Linked DNA regions of Mus musculus: region 1 is linked to region 2. A link is a contact called in public Micro-C data. All regions are on one chromosome and are shown on one strand. The core of a region is the stretch at or near the end of the contact, and the rest is flanking DNA. Distances in the headings are between cores, read along the strand shown. Region 1 has its middle 9.9 kb from the start of Gm31818. Region 2 overlaps Ttc27 (tetratricopeptide repeat domain 27).

Evidence for each region. A called contact is a pair of places that touch in the nucleus more often than the background predicts.
Region 1: a Micro-C map of the HL-1 cell line shows a contact between it and region 2, with 2.5 times the contacts expected there. The contact joins two enhancer-like sites. A contact is called at or near these places in 4 of 484 Hi-C or Micro-C datasets (the 3T3-L1 cell line, the C2C12 cell line, the HL-1 cell line and 1 more) and 1 of 115 datasets of contacts at active chromatin or transcription factors (embryonic stem cells).

Annotation. Positions count from the first base shown.
Region 1 is chr17:74,958,503-74,962,078 of GRCm38.p6, forward strand. No RefSeq gene overlaps it. Among named protein-coding and RNA genes, the nearest start is that of Gm31818, 9.9 kb to the left of the region's middle. Within about 2 kb of position 1,524, at least 19 of the 459 cell types and tissues checked have an H3K27ac peak or open chromatin away from gene starts, as enhancers often do. A contact at or near this core is called in the C2C12 cell line and the HL-1 cell line, where this site is marked.
Region 2 is chr17:74,806,475-74,810,566 of GRCm38.p6, forward strand. The region is part of intron 13 of Ttc27 (tetratricopeptide repeat domain 27); the gene reads left to right. Among named protein-coding and RNA genes, the nearest start is that of Ttc27, 91 kb to the left of the region's middle. Within about 2 kb of position 2,042, at least 29 of the 459 cell types and tissues checked have an H3K27ac peak or open chromatin away from gene starts, as enhancers often do. A contact at or near this core is called in the C2C12 cell line and the HL-1 cell line, where this site is marked.

The DNA of each region.
Region 1 (3,576 bases), core at 274-2,773, 150 kb after region 2:
ACCCTGCCAAGATGGGTATGAGACCTTAATCCCCAGTACGACCGTGTTGGGAAGAGGGGCTAATGAGAGCTAGTTAGGCCATCATAGTGAAGTGAGCAGATCAATGCCATGGTCAAGAGAATGGATCTCTTATTGGCAAGTTTGGCTGGTCTTTTCCCTTACTTCTACCTCTTCTTATAGACTACACAGTGAAACAGCCTTCACCAAGGGCCCACTCCTCAATTTTAGACTTTCCAGACTTTAGGACTACAAGCGGATACATTTTTGTTTGTTTTAAGCTACCCAGTGTCTGGTACTCTGTTATAAAAATGGACTAAGTGGCTCTGTCTGGATCCACAGTATCCCAGGCAGAGCACAGGGACACAAGCCTTGCCTTTCCCAGCAACATCTCAGATCTGTGGGAGGAGACTGTTGCATGGCTTTCCTTGATGGGATATGAAGAACTGTCTGTCACCCTAGATAGGGTACTGGCAGACGAAGGAAGAATTCCATCCAAGTTAAGTTTGATGACACAAGGGGTTCTTAGAGTCCCTCCCAGAGAACTCTCCCTCCTGGCTGCTGTACACACAGGGTCTCCCTGGCAGCCTGGACATCTTGTGGCAAGCTGTGCCCCTGATGAATCCCCATGAACGATGTGCAGGCAGACTCGCTACAGAAGAGTCTCTGCCCTTTCCCCCAGCCAGTGCTCATTTATCATACAGCTTCAGAGAGGGTCAGGCCTGGCAGATATCTTATGAGGGGTCATAGCTTCTTCATACATTGACTGAGGGTGCCCCATGAACCTCCTAATGCTAATAGTTCCTCCTCTCCTGAAACTCTGAGGGCGATCACTGCTGGCCTCGCTTTAGACAGATCATGTTGACAGCTCCACAACAGGGACATTTGCTGTTGAGTGCCTTCTACCTGTCAGTGTGGTAGTCTAAGCCATGGTCCCCAGTGCCTGCAATCCGGGAATACAACCTAATATGTCAAGAATGCGGATGTGATTATGAGGGTTTTCAATGATGAGATATTGTTCTTGGAGCATCTGGTCGTGTTCAGTGACAGTTGTCTTTCTAAGAGGAGGACAGAAAGAGCTTTGGCCCAGGAGAGAGAGGTATAGTATTGAAACAAAAGCTTCCTTGAAATATGGAGGAAATGGCCAGGAGCCCAGGAATGTAAGGCATAGGACTTTAGAATCTGGGAAAGACAATAGGAGGATTGTCCCCAGAGCCTTCAGAGGGAAGGTTGTACCCCAATGACCTTAATTTGGACCCAGCAAAACTAGTTTTAGGCTCTGGCATCCAGATCTGGAAGAGAATAAATGTGTTGTTTTAAATGGCCAAGCTTTCAGTAATTTGTTACAGCAACCACAGAAAACTGTACAGGAAAAGAAAAAAAAGCAAAAGTTTTTTCACCAAAAAGAAAAGCCTGAAGTTTTATTGTGTGTCTATCCAGCCGCTACTAGTTTTGAAGACTGCATTCATTCTACAGGGAAGGCATCGTGAGCTCTGCAGTCCAAGCAAGAGTGAAGAAGAGAATTACAAAGGCACAGTGGGTGTTGTGCTTCCCAAACCAAGTGAAAGGCGAGGTGCCAGACACTAAGTTGGAACCAGAGGGTGTTTCCTCCAAGTCACTGTAAAAGAATTCTGAAAAAAGGCCAGTGTGCCCAGCGTTTTCCCCGCAGTTGACATTTATGACATATCAGCCTGTGTTCACAGCTCAGTGGATGGACAATTGGACCCCCAGGACCCATAAAGAGCCTGAAGCACCAGCTTCCCCCAGCTCAGAGAACGTGGCTTAAACTAGATAGCTGTTAAAAATTGAAACTGAGCAAAGGCGAATTCAGAGAAGCATTTAGGGCACACATGTTCTTGTTCTCCCTATGGTGGGGGCCGAGAGTAAACTACTAATGATCAGGTAAGGGTAAGAGGCCCTGAGTTTGAGTTACTGGGCTGTGCCTGCTGGATCGGTAAGAAGAACCTGCGGTAGGAGGTGGGTGGAGGTGGGTGGGCTTTTCCATCGCTCGTTTCACTGTTCTCCGTGAAAGTCGTGGAAGTTAGGGAAGTTAGCACCAGAAGACTGTGGGTGCTGGAGACAAAGCAGAACAAGGAAAGCTAACGTTTGAATAACCTTGCCAGGAGCCAGAAGTAGCTTAGGCCACGGGAAACAGCAGCTGGCCTTTCTCACGTGGTCTTTCTTCATACCTTCGGGATCGCACTCTTGAAGCTCACTCTGTTTCCCATTTCCATGGGAATACATGTGAGCCTAGCTTGGGAAAGCATAACTAAAAGTCCCTCGGACAGAGTCTGGGTGTCCATGATGGGCTCTCAGCGGTGGCTTTTCCTCGCTTCGGGGCAGATGGCTCCATCCTGCTCTGAATCTCAATTAGCCGTGTTGCTCTCCAAACAGCTGCAAAATCATCTCACTCGACTAACTTCACATCTCACTTAACTTCTGATTTTACATTGGAATATACACTGTGGGGACTAAGAGCTTGCTACCCTAAACTCATGGACCTCCACCAGACTGAATGCTGCTGCTTTTGAGTGACAGTGGTCTCCACGGCAAGCAAAACCCTTTCTCTAGATGACCTGTGTCACTTCCCTTGGTGCTTCACGAGTTCCATCAGACTAATGCTACTACTCTTTTCTCCCTGCAACAGGGAGCGTGCTGTTTTCACAGTCCCCTCTCTACCTTCTCCTGAATACTACCTCCTCTAGGCTCTGCAGTGACATCTCAGTTAGGCTCTTACTAACCAGGGCTAGTCCACTAACCAGTCCACTAAGTGACTAGATGCTTTCAAATGTGAGTTACTAACTATAGCAAAGGTACCTTAGATGTTTACTGCACCTACCCATTTTGATAACCTTTTAACCTAGTGTCTCTCTCCTTCTGTCTCTACAGTATATTCTCACATCAAGATACTTGATAATGGTTGTAATGGTTCCATTGGTCATATTAGAAAATAAGACCGACATAGCTTAGGCTTGTTCCCGACTAGTTCATATAAATTAATTCTATTTATATTCATCCATGTTTACCACATGGCTGGACACCTCTCCTCAGCACCGTACGTCTGAGTTCCAAGTCTGGCTGGCAGATCTCCCATCTCTCAATTCTTCCCAGAGTTCCCATCTCTTCTTGGATGTCCCGCCTTTCCTCTCCTGTCCTGCTATAGGCCATCAGCTGTTTATCAAACCAATCAGAAGTGATGGGGAAGAATGTTTACAAACTACGATGCAGGCGATGCTTTATAAACATAACAAACAGTACTCAGTGCTCCCTGGCTCAGAAATCAACATCTGAACACTACAAAGACAACCTTTACACAGTGCCCAAGATTATCCCAACACTAGGGCAGTGCAGAGCAGAAAGCCATCGCGGATCTAAGTGACTTCTTTTCCTGTATCTGAATCGGATCTCTACTTTAAATCAACCATTCAAGAAATATGCGCCTGGGCTGGTGAGATGGCTCAGTGGATAAGAGCACCCGACTGCTCTTCTGAAGGTCCGGAGTTCAAATCCCAGCAACCACATGGTGGCTCACAACCATCCGTAGATCTGACGCCCTCTTCTGGAGTGTCTGAAGACAGC
Region 2 (4,092 bases), core at 792-3,291:
CTGGATAAAAGGTATTAAAATTCTGGATAAAATTCCATCTGTCATGGGACAAATCTAACATTTCTAAGTGCTGCTATAAATTCATGTATGCTAGACAGATATTGACGATGAAGTTACTTGTTTTAGAGGACACAAATTGCACACAATAAGATGCCATTTTGCTTCATGTATTTCCTGGTAAGCGGCTTCTGTGTTGTTGCTAATAGTGGTGGTGGCAGTATGATGAGATACTGACTCACTTTGTCTCCCAAAATGGTCCAGAATTCACAGTCCTCTTGCCTCGGCCTCCTGAGTCCTGGATTATATTTGAACCAACATACTTGATAGATATTTGATTTGGGGTTTTTAAATACAGTAGTCTTTAAATCCCCCAACATGATAAAATCAACAACTGCTAAATAGTTAATAGATATGCTTTTTAAAAATCATCAATTTGAAATTGTTTTAGTATTCTTTGTCTTTTCGGAAAGGTGGTTGCTTGGATAGGTGGTTACGTAGTTATGTGACTAAACAGTATCAATGGCCTGCCATAGAGCAGGTGCAGATGTGGCATGCATTAGCTGGGCCAGCCTATGAGCAGAGAGCAAAGAGCTTGTGCTGGAAAAGAACAAAAGGAGAACCAGTTTGTGAACCACTTAAGGCCCTGCTTTAGGGTTATCTAACTCTACGGGTAGGGGACTCTATTGTGATTTTGTGTAAATGACGGCACACATAGTATTGTTGAAAGTTTAACTGTGACTTCAGCTGTGAGCAGGAGCAGGAAGGAGCAGGAAGGAGCAGGAGCAGGAAGGAGCAAGAATAGGTTGAGGTTTGCTACAAAGGAAAATTTTCGAGTTTACCCTTGGATTGGCATGATTGAAGGAAGCCTTGGAACCAGTGTGAATGCCAGATGCTGTGTGTGTATGTGTGTCTGTGTCTGTGTCTGTGTCTGTGTCTGTGTCTGTGTCTGTGTCTGTGTGTAGTACAGGGGGATTGAACCCGAGTGTTGGCACATGGCAACTATACATTATACTACGCAGCAACATCTCCTGACTCAGATGTCTCTTAAATTAGCCACAGGAAATTCAGGAAGAAGGGAAAGTACCTTTTTGCAGGAGATGTGATATGGTTTTGGGTGTTAAATAGGAGGTGACGGTGCTGTGTTAAAGCAAAGATAGCTGACAGTCCCTTAGAGCTAAAAGCCTGAGTGAAAAGCCATTGTATAGAGCATGCAGATGCTGCTCCTCGGACTTAAATTGAAACTGCAGTAGTAAGCAAATGTCTTAGAGAACATTGTACCAGCTTAGAATATGAGACCGAGCCCTGTACTCTGGACATCTCCAGTGACTGGAGGAAGGTAGGAGAAGGACACTGCCAGAAATACAAATGAAATGGAATATACTCGGGTCAACACAGCACATTGGCCAGAGGGGAAAGAACTAAGGGAAGGGATCATAGAAATGAAACTATCAGGGTGATGCCAAATGCTATAACATTCATAGAAAGCCAAGAACTGGTCCCTGGCTTGAAGCCTGCTGGTGACGATCAAAAACAGACTCTGAGGACTGAAGAGTGGGTGCGGTGAGACAGCAGATTACTATCAGTAACCTGCTTCCTAGGGAGATGGTGGTCAAATGCAGTGCTGAACCGAGAATAGACAGCTAAGTAAAGAGATACTAGACGGCCTTGTTTTATTGCAGGCAGAAGTGAAACACTGGTGGACAAAGGTGAAGGGAAGCCAGTGGCAGTGCTGAGTGGTAGGGGGCAGTCAACGGGACTAATGCTTTCCTGAGACTGGAGCTTTTTAAAGCACTGATGATCTAAGCTAGGATGTAACGTGGATTCCTTTAGCAGTATTGAGAGATGCAAAAGCTTGTTAAGATGCAGGCTTGCAATCCTTTGTTTTTTGTGTGTCAGTGGGGAGAGGAGAGGTGTGAGTCCCCTGTGAGCAGTGGTAGAATAAATGGGCAGTGTGCTTTTGCTGCCTAGAGGCGAATGAAGCAACAATGGATGGTCAGGAAAGGCCTGATGGAGAAGTGATTTTCACTGAGCACTTAAAGAAGGGTTAGATTCACAGAAGTGAAACTGGGGGCATGTCTTCTGGGAATAATATATTCTGCATGTGCAAACACCAGTCATTTAGAAAGCAAAGATTCTTGGTGACTGTAGAGTTCTGACTTTATTCTATTCTATCCTAATAGTAACACAGCAAGGAGTTTTACATATGACCAGGCTTCAGGTACTGACTTTTAAGCACTCTGTAGATACTCTTAGCCAGCGGCACAATCACCAAGATCCTTAATGTTTTTACTAACTTTATAGATGAAGAATTAGAAGTGTCAGTTTGTACCAGCCGCTGTAGTTGATGAAGACAGGAGTTGATATTCAGCCTGGACATTTGCCCTAGCTTCAGAGCTCTTAACTTCTCGGTTTGACCTCTGTAGGAGATTGTGGAGGACACAGTGCCATATTGGCCAAGGCCAAGTCTAGAGCGTCCTGAATACCTTCAGCTGTTAGCGTAGACGTTGTTTCCCGTCAACAAAGAGTCACTGGGCTATTGGAAGAAGCAGAATAAAGTTGTAAGATTGGAGCTGTCTGGCACAGGGTGCCCAGTGAATCTCCTGAGCTCTCCCTGTGAGTCAGACCTTTGAATCATGGTTCATCCCAAGGCCTGGGCCATACTCACCCTTATGTACAGGGCAAATGTTGCCTGTCCTTTTAGTGGTTTTTGTTTTGAGGCAGGATCTTACTGTGTAGGCTAGGTTGGCTTTGAGCTTGTCATTTTTCTGCTTCAGCCTCCCTAACACTGGGTTTATGGCATGTGACACTATGCCTGACTCATTTTAGTTTTTGAAAGGATAAAGTATCTACATTTGAAATGTGACCCAATAATTTCTGTCGTAAAGTTATTACTTGTGGTAGAAAATTCAAGGAGGTTGGTGTTCCCTTTTCAAAGAGCAGACAGGATGGACATATGTGAATAATATGTACAGAAAAAAAAGAGTCTTTTTCTTTCTTTCTCATATTGGCTAGCAATAAAAAAAAGAAAGGAAGGAAGGAAAAAAAAAAGAAAGGAAGGAAGGGAAAAAAAAGAAAGAAACTCCTAAGGCTTAATTTTACAGCTGCCAAGAACCCTGTGGTAGCGTCTGGGCCGTGATAGAGTGGGGAAGGTGGAAACCCTGCCTGATGCCTGCTTGGTTCTGAGACCTAGGAACCCCAGAGGCATGGCACAGGCCGGTCTGTTCTGTGCCTGCATAAGGTGGAAAGCCGAGTCTGCAATCACTCCACTGCTCGGAAAAGCAGAGCCAGCATACGTATGGGCTAGCTCAGTTCTGGTGCAGTCAGCTCTCTGCAGCAAACGTGCAACTGTCTCTCCCGCCTGTTGCTCTGCAAGGTGATGAGAGAAATCACTCTTGCCCGTTATCTGTAGCCAACAGGGAGATAAACCTTCTGGGAAGGTCTCGGGAGCAGATGACTTACGTGGTGTAAGTTTTCTGGAAAGAAGAGGCAAATAACAGAATAGCTGTAAACATCCAAACAAGAAACAGCATTAAACAACCAATAGTAGAATTCTTTTACAACAGTAAAAGGAAAATTAAGGAAACTATCCCCTTAGGGAGACAGTAAAACTGACAGGTTAAAGAGTGTTCTCCTTCAGTGAGGGGAATATTAGAGTGCAAGTATGGTGATGCACGACTTAAGAGCATGGAGCATGTCTTGGGGAAAGCCACTACCAAACAGAGGTGGCAGTGATCTTGGATTTGGCCTAAGGGTATTTCCTGTTTGTTGAACTATATTCAACAGCTTGTTTTCATTTGTGCCATGAGACTGAGGTAGGGAAGAAGGCACAGGATAGAGAACGGGGCGTGCCTTTAGGGCTAGATTATGTTAACCTTTAGTTCATGTGACAGACAGACGCCAACCAGTTGGTCCCGAAGGGACATAGCAGAAATTGTGAACTTGTTTATTCATGTGGACAGCGCCCCATTCCCACCCCCAAGCCCCCCAGTCCCTTAGGAAGAAGGAACTCTGGGTAGCAAGTCAGAAAACTGGCGAGGCAGTGGTGGTGCACGCCTTTAATCCCAGCACTTGGGAGGCAGAGGCAGGCAGATC